Linked DNA regions of Mus musculus: region 1 is linked to region 2. The links are chromatin contacts, called in public promoter capture Hi-C maps. All regions are on one chromosome and are shown on one strand. The core of a region is the stretch at or near the end of the contact, and the rest is flanking DNA. Distances in the headings are between cores, read along the strand shown.

The links. Promoter capture Hi-C pulls out the DNA fragments that hold promoters and counts their contacts.
Region 1: a promoter capture Hi-C map of the C10 cell line shows a contact between it and region 2. The contact joins the promoter of Megf9 here to the enhancer-like site in region 2. A contact is called at or near these places in 8 of 39 promoter capture datasets (3T3-L1-derived adipocytes, the C10 cell line, the SN4741 cell line and 5 more), 17 of 484 Hi-C or Micro-C datasets (B cells, CD4 T cells, CD8 T cells and 13 more), 4 of 115 datasets of contacts at active chromatin or transcription factors (astrocytes, bone marrow-derived macrophages, regulatory T cells and 1 more) and 3 of 9 other capture datasets (adipose tissue, liver and pancreatic islet).

What each region holds. Positions count from the first base shown.
Region 1 is chr4:70,533,478-70,539,991 of GRCm38.p6, forward strand. It overlaps Megf9 (multiple EGF-like-domains 9), which reads right to left and starts at 1,451. Exons shown (of 6, transcript NM_172694.2): 1 at 751-1,451. The coding sequence starts at 1,345.
Region 2 is chr4:70,389,922-70,396,607 of GRCm38.p6, forward strand. The region is part of intron 3 of Cdk5rap2 (CDK5 regulatory subunit associated protein 2); the gene reads right to left. Among named protein-coding and RNA genes, the nearest start is that of Cdk5rap2, 17 kb to the right of the region's middle. Within about 2 kb of position 5,065, at least 2 of the 459 cell types and tissues checked have an H3K27ac peak or open chromatin away from gene starts, as enhancers often do.

The sequences.
Region 1 (6,514 bases), core at 201-2,700, 140 kb after region 2:
TTAAGATGCAAAAGGGTGAAAGAACAGCAGTTGTATCTTAACTTTGCTTGAACACTTTCACCAGCAGAAGAGCTGCATTTCCTATTGTGAGTTCAAACAGAAATTGGCATGTCAGCATCAGCAGTAATGAACATCCTACTTTAAAAAGGGGCAAAGATGGGCATCCCTGCTCAAATGGCATTTGCTCAATTACTGACCTTGGAACTGAGACAGAATGAAGTGGTGCAAGGAAGGGATTTAACCTAATTTATAAACTTGCTCAACCTAGATACACACCTGTCCCAAATGACCTATAAAATCTACTTATTTGCAGAGAAAACACGGACTACAATGCCGTTTCTGTTTGTAAGCAAACTACATTGTTCATCTGGGGGAATCCCGTAAAGGTTTTTACCTGCGCATTGATAAAGCACCATCCTAGCTTTCAAACTTTCCCCCAAATATCCCAGGTAGGGTGGCCTTCTGGGCGGATCCAATACAAAAGTTTGTGTCCATTCTGGGACTCTGACAAAGGCCAGAAAACCCTGTTTTAGGAAGAGACCCTAAGCCTTCCATATAGCAGCAGCTCCCTCTGGATGGAGCATGGCACCAGGTTGGGGGACAAAAGACTTTCTAGATTTGGAGGGATTGGGGGTTTACTTTAACTGGAGCTCGGATCTTCCCTTGGGAAGCTCTTGGGCAAGAAGCGGCCAGGGTGACGAGGCCGGTGTGTAAATAGGCAGTGCCTGGGGGAAGGTCCAGAGGACTCACCTGGGGGAGGAGAAGTAGGGGCTTCGGTGACAGGTGCGGTGGGCGGGACTCCGCTACTGTTGCTGCTTCTGTCCGGGGACTCGGCAGTTGGGGTCCCTGGAGTGCTGGAAGCCTGAGCGGTGGTGACTACAGAGGTGGTCGGCGGCTGGCCAACTGTGCTCGCAAGGGTGGTGGGCGCGGGTCTGGAGGGTGGTGATTCCGTGGTGGGAGTGTGTCCGTCCTCCGAAGGGGTGGCGGGCGAGAGGTCCAGAGCCGGGAAGGGGGTGGCAGCGGGTTGTGCGCTGGTGCGAAGAGGAGGAATGATCTCCGGGGAGCCGGCTGACGGGGTTGTAGCCCCGGTTTTGCGGACTGTGGTGCGCGGGGGACCGGTCCGCGGGGCCTGCGCGGTGGGAGCCGCGGTCTTAGGGAAGGGGCTGCTGGCTTGGTCCCGAAGCCCCGGGCTGGGCGACGGGACCACCTGCCCCTCGGCCCCGCCGCCACCGGTGACATTCCCTGCCGAGGCTGTGGAAGCGGCTGCGGCGGCCGCGCAGCACAACAGGGCGAGGCCGCCCAGGCTCGGCAGGCTCCTCATGGCGCGCTCGGCTCCGCCATTCATTCATTCATCCAGTCGATCGGTCAGTCATCTTCTCCTCCCTGCCGTCCGACCAAGGAAAGCGTTGCCGCCGCTGCCGCCACCAAGAGCACCATCGCCACCTCCCTCTGACAGGCGGCCGGCCCCGCGGGCGGGCCTCAACGCGGAGGGAGCGACTGGGCGGAGCGCGCACTGCCCGCCCTCCTCGATAGGCAGCGAAGCCTGGCCAATCGGAAGCCGCGTTGGCCCACGTGATCCGCCCGCTCCCCGGCCTCTTTGTAACGGCGCAGACCAATCAGAGGACTCCAAGGGAAGAGGGCGGGACGTCGGGAGGCGCGAGAGGTGTTGGAGCCGGCTGGGTTCGCTGCGGCTCCGGCTTTGTCTACCCACAGAGCGGGGCGCGGGCCTTGGGCATCCAACGCCGCCGAGCAGACAAAGGACGCGGCCCGCGCGGCAGATTCCAGGCCAAATCATCTGTTCCACTGGGCTGCGAGCTGGACCCGGGGCGGGGAGTCCCCTGTGGACAGCGTCTCCACCCTTCTGAACAATGGGGGCGCCGGAACCGCACCCGGACTCGGGCGGGGGCTGGGTTACATCCCCGCGACGGGCGAGGGTGGTGGCAGCTAATATATTAGATGGAGCTCGGCTCTCACTCTGTTGCTCAAGACAGCCGGCCTTGGCCCTGCGGTATCAACACTGTCAACCCCATTTCAGAGATGGGGAAATTAAAGCTCTTGCTGATGGCTTCAGCAAGCCAACTTCTGTGCCCCCACTAAGCACCTGCTGATGGCATGGGCCTGCACTAAGCCAGATGGGACGGCCTGGAGCCCCATCCTGAGCACAAGAGGGTGTGGAGGAGACAAACTGGCATGCACAGTTTATGCTCAGAACCTCGGAAAGAATAGAATATGACCAGGTTGAATTTCAGCTCCTTGTCTCTCTTGCTGAGTGGTTTTGTGGCTCAAGCAGTTTTCTTAACCACGTAAATGGTGAGATGAGAGGGCACACCCCATCCCCCTCACAGAGTTGTGAAAATGAAATCATGTACTTGAAGGGTTTAACCCAATGCTTGGCCCACGGTTGTAAACCGTCATTAATGCTAACCACTTGGGGTTGCACTATGTCAGGACAAGCCTAAGGTTGGAAAGCAGCCCGCATTGCCTCTGAGTCCCCAGAGATTCCTGCCTGTTGCCTGCATTGGGGTTGGGCTGATAACAGAGCTTGACCCTGGATGACATTAAACTCTGGAGGAAGTTGGAAATCAGGCAGGCAAACTTGCACCATCACCCAGGATCCAGCGCTGCGGGACATGGTAGCCTCAGCTGAGCAACTTTTAGGTGCAATCTGGCAGGACAAGTTTGTCATCTGATGGCTTAATTCCATCCCAACAGCCTCACTGTAAACCCAGTCGTGGCCTCTCCTAGGATGCTTGCCTTTGTGCATGATTTCCCATTAGTCATTCTCCTCTAACCAGACAGGCAGGATGAGATTTGTGTGTGAACTCCTGTGTGTTAACAAAAGCATGCATTTATTTGCCTGAGTGAGTAGTGGGTGGGGAGAGGATATGTTGGAGCTTGTGTATGAAAGCATAAACACATTTGTAAGTCTCTCTGTGAAGATTGTATGTGTGAGTCTGCAAATATAAGAACTTGTATTTTCATGTGATATGTTTAAGATATTAATGCATGCACACTGGTGTGTGTTTTGTGTGAATTTTCTGTTTTTCAATGTGAGGTTGTTTCTGGGTGTGTCTTTAGAGGCCTACCTATGTAAGAAATAAGGGACTAAATGAGAGGGCCATGTAACTGTTCTAAAGACAAATATTTAGCAAGAATTGACCATAGTTCTATTTTTACTTGCCTTTAGGAAGGGAGTGGACATGGTGTGTCCCTCCCCTGTATTCTTTTGGTTCCTCAGCCCCAACCAAAATGCCACATCCTCTAGGACTTGGATTTCTGAGTGGGAGTTAATCCCTCCCTAGTTCCCTACCGGCCTTTGTTTATAACCCTGATCTATCAACCCCTGCCTCTTCCTAAAAGGATTAATGATGGCTTTTAGACATAAGTACTACAAATAAAATGAACCACCCACATGACTTAATTACTTCTCCTGGGCACTCAGCAACCTCAGGACTAGAACTTGTGATTAATACCCCTGCCTGTCTATTTCACCCAGCTCTATGTTCCAGTGCCTAGCAGTGAGCAGTAAAACATGCTGATTAATCTGAAAGAGATCCTGTTGTGCTCACAGGGAAGGAAAGCTTGGGTCCTTTAGAGCCACAGACTTGGATCAAGTTTCCTCTCTGAACCTCAGTTTCCTTGTCTTTAAAATGAGGCCATTAATTCTTTAAACAGATCAAACAGAACTGTTTTTTTTTTTTTTTTAAACAGAGCCTTTTGACACACCAATTATACTCTATTGTCACTTAACGTTTCAATTGCTATTGCTAACCCTGAGTTTTGTTAGCTGAAAGACTACAGCAGAAACCTCTGTCCCAAAAACTCCAGATCAGGTGACAAGGCTTGACATTTGCTCTACTGGATATTTCCAAATGGTATCTAAAAACTGCTGGCTTGGCCCTGAGCTGTGCTGTATCAGAGATTCTTCACTGCTAGAGGGGGAAAGCTGATTTGGCTTTTTTTTTTTTTTTTTTTTTTTTTTTTCTGTCAGGAGGATCCCAGAATAAAGGCCTAGAAACCTTGCAGAGTGATTCAGGGCTGCTGTGCCTTGGACAAGGACATTTCATACAGGACTTCTCAGTTGGGACAATTAGCCAAAAATATGTCTAGGAAGTGTTGAATTTTTGTAAGATGATATTTTTGAGACAGTCTCCCTTTGTAGCTTAGACTGGCCTCGGTGTGCCTTCCACACGCGTGGATACTGGAAAGAACCATCAATAATCAAGGCCTGTAAGATAACTTAGATATATTATTATTACTTCAACATTGAGTCTTTTTATTACTTTTAATTTTGTTCACTTTGTTTGTGATTGTATGTGTACATACATGAACACAGACATGCTTGGCTCACATGTAGAAGTCAGAGGCATTTGGGGGAAGACTCTCCTCTCTTTCTACTACTTGGGTTTCATATATTAAACTCAAGTTGCCAGGCATAAAGGTAGTACTTACCTTTATCTTGTAAGCCATCTAACGAGCCCAAAGTTTTAAACTCACTGCTTGGCTTTTATCTCTATACCACAAACTACAAGATGGCTTATTTTGTTGTGTTTTCTGAAACAGTGCTTTACTCTACAATCTGGACTGGCCTAGAACTCCCCATAGAGTCCAGTTTAGCCTAGAGCTCATGACAGTGCCCTAACTTAGCTTCCTGAATTACATCATGACCAACATGACTTAGTTTGTAAGTTTATATTTAAAAACAGAAAAATAACCATAAATATCTAATATCATACATAGGAATACATCTGTTCAGTTTAATTATATACCATCACTATCAGGATCTACTATCATGGATATGTAGCAGATATCAATAATATGTAATAGAGATTGCAAGTTCCAGGCACAGTCCTAACAGAGGCCCGTGAATTACTTCATTTAATTTTTAGAACCCCCCACCCCCAAATATATGTCCTAGATTGTTTGGACTACTATAACAAAAACTAGGAGACTTACAAACCATGCCGATATTCCTCACAGTTTTGGTGGCTAAGAAATTCAAGACCAAGATACCAGCTTGTTGAGTGTCTGGGAAGAGACTTCTTCCAAGTGCACAGATTCCATCCTTTCACTGTCTTCTTGTGATTGAAAGGACAAAGCAGCTGTCTGGGGTGTTTTTTACAAGGACACTGATCCCATTCACAAGTGCTTTACCCTGCTGACCTATTGCCTTCTAAAGGCCTCCAGATCCCATATAGGGATAATGTTAGGATTTCATCTCACAAGTTATAGAGAGACACAGCATTCACTTTGCAGCATTTTATTATCTGTATCTTACAGATAAACAAGCTAAGGCAAAGAAAAGTTAAGCAGCTTGCCTAAGGTCCCTTAGCAAGTGAGAGTGGCTGGATTCACACTGGCATCAAACTGTAACTAGAAAATGCTCATGATATCATGTTCGAAAGAGAAGACAAAAGTAATGGCCCTGACATTATGTATCAGAATGACTTCCAGTACTTTTCCTGTTGCTCCAAAGGGAGCTGCCATTTTACCATGGGAGTAATGGTCACAAAGATTCAGAGAAGGCCTGCTTACAGTCTGTTTGATCAAATACTCAAGAAGGTTTAGTCTGATTCCACTTTGTGCACGGCACCAGCTCAGCATGAAATCTGCAGAACCAGCTTAGGTATCCTGCAGATAAGAGTCTTGTGATGGGACAAGCACTTTTTACTGTTTTGCACTCTGAAAGCTGAATAGAGCGATTGCTTGCATGCATACGACTTTGGGTTTGATCATCAACACCACAAAAACAGGAACACATTCATTCCTTAGGGTTAGAACTATCACCTATGCTGGGGGGAAAAAAAGAGGAAAGTAAACCTCTAAAAGGTTTAGACATGCCTAAGATCTGCCTGACTTCAAAGCTAATTCTCTTCTCTATAGTCCAGTCTGTTGATGTGACTACTGGTGTTGCACATAGCAGTAGGTCAAAAGCAAATACTAAAGAAAGGTCAGACACATTTCTCCCTCCTGCTAGAGCAGCATTTAAGAAAAGAGGCACTGAGAGTCACAAAGCATAAAAATCTGATAGCAGAGGCTCATCCATACAGCTTCTTCCATATTGTAATAAAGCACAGACACTTTGCCCTTTCTGGTTTTACTGAAACATCAGAGCTGACACAGACTCTTACTAGTGCTGCAGGAACCTGGTCTCCTACCAGATGTAGCTGAATGCAAGGTTTGGCATCTTTTGCCATAGGGTTAACAGAGTTACCATTAATCAAGTCTGTCCAGCAAAGAACACTGGCAGACCACTCTCAGGAAAGGACACACAGTAACTAAAAAGCATGAAGTGCTGCATGCAATCAGCATTGCAAATCAAGATGGTGGATTGCTTTCCTTCTAAACCTTCTGATTTGCATGGCATCAGCAAGTTCTAAAAACCAGATATACTTGGAACTGACCAGAGAGTGTCACTCGGAGAGTTGTTAGGACTGTAGAAACCGATAAATTGAAGCCTTATAGGAAGTCTCAAACTTGTCCATTTTCTCTGACTCTTATTTCCCATTTTCAA
Region 2 (6,686 bases), core at 3,815-6,314:
AAGATCTGCTCATGGCCACGCTTCTGCCCAAACCCTTCATTGTTCTGGTGGTGGTGGTGGTGGTGGTGGTGGTGGTGTTTGGATTTCCCATCATACTTACATTCAAATATGTCCCAAAGCGCTATATGATCTGGCTCATGACAAATCTGGGGTCATCATCTGCCCTGTTCACAATGGCCCAGCCTCACTGGCCTCCTTTCTGGACCTCAACCCTCAGAGCTCTTCCTGCTGCAGTTCTGCAGCCTCCATCTCATCCTTTCCACCTGAGCTTCAGCATCATGGTCAAACGATAAGACCTCAAGTGGCCTCATCTGACCAGCTGCCAAACCACGTTCTGCCACAAGGTGACCTCTTCACAGTCTACATCCATCTTACTTATTCACATGTTTCTTCTTCATGGCCATTATGTACACGCAATCCACTTCTGTGGACCAGGACCTAAGTCTTCATCAAGTCTTCAGATTTAAGCACTTTGTCAAGAACAAGTAGACACTCAACATTTAAGCAAATGGATAAATTAATAAACAAACCTTTACTCAGCTTTTGTGCCTCAGGTCTTCCACCTCTAAAAATGGGCCAGTAGAAGGATTAAAAGAAATGAGTCACAATATTTACAACAGTACTCACAATAAGTGTAGGAATTTCAACTACACTAGGAGCTGGGAGATGGCTCAATGAGTAAAAATGTTTGCCAGAGAAGCTTACAGACCTGACGTTGGATCCCCAGAATTCATGTAAATTCAGATGCAGTAGCACCCATCTACAATGCAGGCACCCCTATGATTGAGATAGGACATGGAAACAGAAGAGGCCAAAGAAGCTCCCAGACCAGGCAGTCTGGCACAAACAGTGAAAAATAAAAACAGAAACCAACAACAAGATAAAGAAGCAAGGCAAGGACCAACACTTAGGTTGCCTCTGACTCTCACATACACACAAAACATGGTGCACACATGCTCATAGTCATGAACACTCACAGACACATACACTTGCACAAGCACACTTGCACATATGCATAATATATGCACTCTTGCTCTCAAACATGCATGCATCACATATACAGACAGAGGGAGAGAGAGATTTTTATAGGAAAGAATTCAAACTGCATTAATGTTTTCCTTGCACATATTTCCCCCTCTATGATAAACAAATTCAAGGAGGAAAAATAAAACCTGGATGTGGAAGAACTGAAAACTGCTTACTACGCAAGAGGAATAAACACTCCAAAGTATAAAACCCACCAAATATGACTTAGAAACAGTGCTCAAAAGTAATCTAACACCAGGGCTGCGTCTGCGGCGTTCCAGCTCTTGGAAGCCTTCAGCTCACATTGCTGGGAACTGCAATCATCTGAAATGAGAGGCTCCCATTTGCAAGATATGCCTCTGGGAGACACTGGCTCCCTCCTGCTCCCACTCTCCATCAAAAGCCTTGGCTGACTGCAAGATCCACCCAAAGGAAAAGAAAAACAAAAGCCAACTGCACAGAGATGATGATGGAAGAGGAGGAAGAGAAGGACGAGGAGGAAGAGGACGATGACGAAGACGACGAAGACAACAAGGATGACAAGTAGGACAATAACAACAACGAGGCCCATCTCAGCAGAAACCTAACCAAAGTATCTCCTCCTCTGGCCTGCCAGGCCTCCCAAGCAAAGGCTCACTCTAAAATGTCATTCTTCCAAGACAAGGGCTCCCGGGTCACAGAAACGCACTCTGCTGCTGCTTCTGACTCCTCTGACCTTGGGAAGATTTTTTAACATCTTTGAATCACTGTTGGCTCATCTATAAAATGAGGATAAAAATCAATTACCTTGAAGGGATGTTGTGACAACTAAATGAGCTAAGCACCTGGCAGAGTCTAGCACTTAGCAATCGGTAAACAGTGCAGGGCTTTTAAAGGAGTCATTTCTCACTGCAGCCCTCCATAAGCACAGCTTTAGGTTTAACATCCGTTTTTTTTTACCCTCTTTGCATGTACAAATACTGTCATACCTCACCAAGACATAACGAAGCCCATGCACTCTTGCCTCCCACACTTCATCTCTGGTGAGCAATAGTGTGTATAAGAATGTTCTGCCAACAGCAGCCAAATGAGTTAGTGAAATGAGGGGGATGCTTTGGAATTTGCTTCCGACGCCAATACGCTCCCTGGAGTCTTCAAACCATCAAGAACACTTTCCTAGGCAAATGCTATTTATTCACAAACAAAACTGCAGCAGTAATATCATTTTAAAGCTGGATTCTAGCCGAGTATGGTAGCTCACGCCAACAGTCCCAGTCCGTGGACATCTGACGCTAGATGAGCACAGTGAGTTAAAAGCCAGCCTGGGCAACATCCTGAGTCCAAGACCAGCTGTGGGACTACAGAGGGGAAAACAAATCAAAACAAAAATTGAGGGCTGAAAAGATTGCTCAGTGGTTAAGGGCACTGTTCTTCCAAAAGACCCGTGTTTGATTCCCAGCACCCAAATCAGACAACTCACAGCTATCTGTAACTCCAACTCAGGAGGGATCTCCTACCTCGGGCCTCTCTAGGCACAGGCACACATGTTCATATCCCTACACATAGACACATACATACACAAACATAAGTTAAGTCAAATTAAATCTAAATGAGAAGCGGGATAAAACAACTGGATAACATACAGAGCACAAGCACTTTGGCAGTCAGTTCTCTGCCTCTACTCAGAAACCAACACTGACAGCATCACAGCATAGGTGAGTCTGTACACTCGACTCCTATCACATAACAGTACACCTTAGGTATGCCTCGTGTTGCTGCAGAGCTAAATACCATTATCACTTTATTTACGACTGTATATAGGTATTTTTGCCTACATGTATGTCTGGCCCCTACATGTATGCTAATTATCACTTTTAAAGACTGAACTATGTTAGCCATGCTGACTGGTGTGAGGTGAAATCTCAGGGTTGTTTTGATTTGCATTTCCCTAATGACTAAGGATGCTGAACATTTCTTTAGGTTTTTCTCAGTCCTTGAGTGTCCTCAGCTGAGAATTCTCTGTTTAGTTCCACTCCCCAGTCACACCAGCTAGAATGGCTAAAATGAAAAATTCAGGTGACAGCAGATGCTGGCAAGGATGTGGAGAAACAGGAACACTCCTCCATTGCTGGTGGGATTGAAAGCTGGCACAACCACTCTGGAAATCAGTCTAGTGGTTCCTCAGAAAATTGGACATAGTACTACCAGAAGATCCAGCAATACCCAGAAGATGTTCCAACTGGTAATAAGGACACATGCTCCACTATGTTCATAGCAGCCTTATTTATAATAGCCAGAAGCTGGAAAGAACCCAGATGCCCCTCAACAGAGGAATGGATACAGAAAATGTGGTACATTTACACAAATGGAGTACTACTCAGCTATTAAAAACAATGATTTCATGAAATTCGCAGGCAAATGGATGGAACTTGAGAATATCATCCTGAGTGAGGTGACTCAGTCACACAGGAACAAACACAGTAGATATTAGCCCAAAAGTTTGGAATACCCAAGATTCAATTCACAGACCATATGAAGCCTAAGAAGAAGGAAGACCAAAGTGTGGATGCTTCAGTGCTTTTTAGAAGAGTGAACGAAATACTTACAGGAGGAAGTATGGGAAAAAAAGTGTGGAGCAGAGACTGAAGGAAAGGCCATCCAGAGACTGGCCCACTAGGGATCCACCCTATATACAGACACCAAACCCGGACGCTATTGTGGATGCCAGGAAGTGCTTGTTGGACATCAGTGGGAGGAGTGGCCCTTGGGGCTGAGGGTCTTCAGTGTAGGGGAATGCCAGGGTGGGAGGACAGGAGTGGGTGGGTGGATGAGCACCCTCACAGAGGCAGGGGGAGGGAGGATGGGAAAGGGGGTTTCTGAAGGGGAGACCTGGAAAGGGGAAAACATTTGAAGTGTAAATAAAGAAAATATCCAATCAAAAGAAAAAAAAATATATATATATGTCTCCCTACAGGGTTGCAAACCCCTTCAGCTCCTTCAGACCTTTCCCTAACTCCTCCATTGTGGTCCCCATGCTCAGTCCAATGGTTGGCTTCAAGCATCTGCACCTCTATTTGGCAGGCTCTGGTAGAGCCTGTTTGGAGACAGCCATATCAGGCTCCTGTCAGCAAGCACTGCTTGGCATCCACCATAGTGTCTAGGTTTGGTGTGTGTGTATAGGACGGATCCCCAGGTGGGGCAGTCTCTGTATGGCCTTTCCTTCAGTCTCTGCCCCACACTTTGTCCCTATATTTCCTTTAGACAGGAGCAATTCTGAGATAAAAATTTGGAGATGAGTGGGTGGCCCCATCCCCCATCTGGGGCTTTGCTTAACCTGTAGCTATGGTCTCTACAGGTTCTCCCTCCCCTCTGTTGGGCTTTCCCTCAGAGCTCCCAGGGACTAAACCACCAACCAGAGTATACATGGAGGGACCCATGGCTCCAGCTGCATATGTAGCAGAGGATGGCCTTATCTAGCACCAATGGGAGGAGAGGCCCTTGGTCCTGTATGGCTCGATGCCCCAGAGTAGGGGAATGCCAGGGCAGTGAGGTGGGAGTGGGAGGGTAGATGGAATAGAAGGGAAGCCGGGTGAGTGGTATAGGGGATTTTCAGAGGGGAGACTGGGAGAGGGGAATAACATTTTAAATGTAAATAAATAAAAAGTCCAATAAAAAATAAAGAATAAAAAGTTAATTAATTAATTTTTAAAAAGTGACTGAACTATGACTGGGGAGATAACTCAGTCAGCAAAATGCTTGCTTGTCATACAAATGGAAAGATCCAGTCTGAGGCCAGCATCCATTTTCAATAGTCAGGGGTGCCAGTGTAAGCCAATAATCCTAGCACTAAGAAGGTAAAGGCTGCATAGTTCCTGGCACTTGCTAGCTGAATCGGTAAGCTGCAAGTTAAGTGAGAGACTTCTCTTTCAAAGCAGAAGGTGGAGACTGCAAATGACATTGTATGTTGACCTTCCACCTCTCCACGCACACAAGCACACTCATGCACACACACAAAAACTACATTAAGTCTCACTGACATGAGTAAGAGTCAATTGCTCTCAGCTTTACTCTACAAGTGTTTGTTCATTCATTGTGCTGTGGTAAAAAGTGTACAGGCTTCACAACCTGAGAGGTAAGGTCTAAATTCAAACCAGGCTCACAGGCAAGTCATTTCATCTTTGCAACCTCCATGTCCTCATTTAGGAAACAGCCTCAAAACAAGCCTGCTCCAAAGAGTCAAGGAGACGACAAATGTAAAATATAATTTCCCTTGTTCCCAATTTTTCACAATTACACACAATGTGGCAACAAATACCTTCATGAACAGTGATTTTTTTCCTTTCCCTGCCAGTGGGTTGGTTGTTTAGGATAAATTTCCCCAAAATGGATTATTGGGCTCAAGAGCAATTTTATTTTTATTACTATCAAAATCTCTTTCCAAATGGCCTTCAAAAAGATTGTAAAAATTTACACTGCCCAGCCAACCATCTGGCCAGGTTTTTGGAGGGCATGGCCAGGACATGCAGAAGTATGGGTACTCAGAAGGCTCAATCCGGGCTATGTCACTCCACAAAGTCCTGTGCCCAACAATTAGCACTCAAAAGCCAAACTTGACTCTCAGATACTGCAAAGCCCCATGTCATCCAGGTAACTCCACAGAGAGTGGCTGTGACCGTTATCCTCCCACTGTGGGTTTACCACTACTACCTGTCTGCACCGCCCCCCCAACTCTTGTTCCTCTGCCTCACCCCAGACTCTCCCCTGGGCTCCCTCCCACTCTTAACCTCCTGTGACTCCGGTTGTGCATGCCCCATCCTATTGTCATCTATCTCTCTCACTGCCTTGTCTGCATTCATTTATTAACAACTACCATAGAGCAACCTCTTTCTTGAAGGCCCAATATGCCACATGTTGTCCTCACCACAAGCTTACGAGATAATTATGGTTTCCATTTTACAGAGGAAGCAATCAAAACCTATCGGTTCAGTATGTCATGCAGTAACTCATTCAATTAACATGTACTTGTTACAAGTCCACTATTTCATTAGGTTCAGTGCTGAGTACCAACAGTGACACGGGTTAAGCAAGTATACAAATACATACTGAATGACAAGCAGTTGTAAGAGCCTGACTGAAAAGATAGGGTGCTGAGTGATTGCTAGACAACTACTAATAATGCATTAGGGATAGACAGCTTTTCTAACCAGGTCAAATTAAAAATAAGACATGAAGGTCCAGACAGCCAAGGAAAGGGAGACACAGTGTCCCTGGCCGAACTGGGGTATCCAGGAAGGTCCTCATCCAGGAAGAAGCTGGGTGTGGTGGAGAAGGGCAGTCTATGTATGAAGCACTTCGTGTCTCAGAGACAGAAACACGGTGAGCACCAAGTGACAGGGAGCGACCGACTGACCACACTGGATATGACATTGTGAACGACAGGAAGAACTTAGAAAATGTATCCCAAGGTCAAGGAAACAGAAAAAGATCAGCAGAAAGCCCAGACTGACTGAGAGGCAGAACTAGGGGCAGTGGCTAGAGACCTTCAGCACAGGGCAGGCTTTAGCCTTGCTGTGTATTCTTCACAGACCAGACTTCAAGGCGTGTTCTCTCTATACCAAGTCTCAAAAGCTGCTAAGGAACTCTGAAAGACTCTACTAGCTTCACTCTCACAGGAGGAGCTA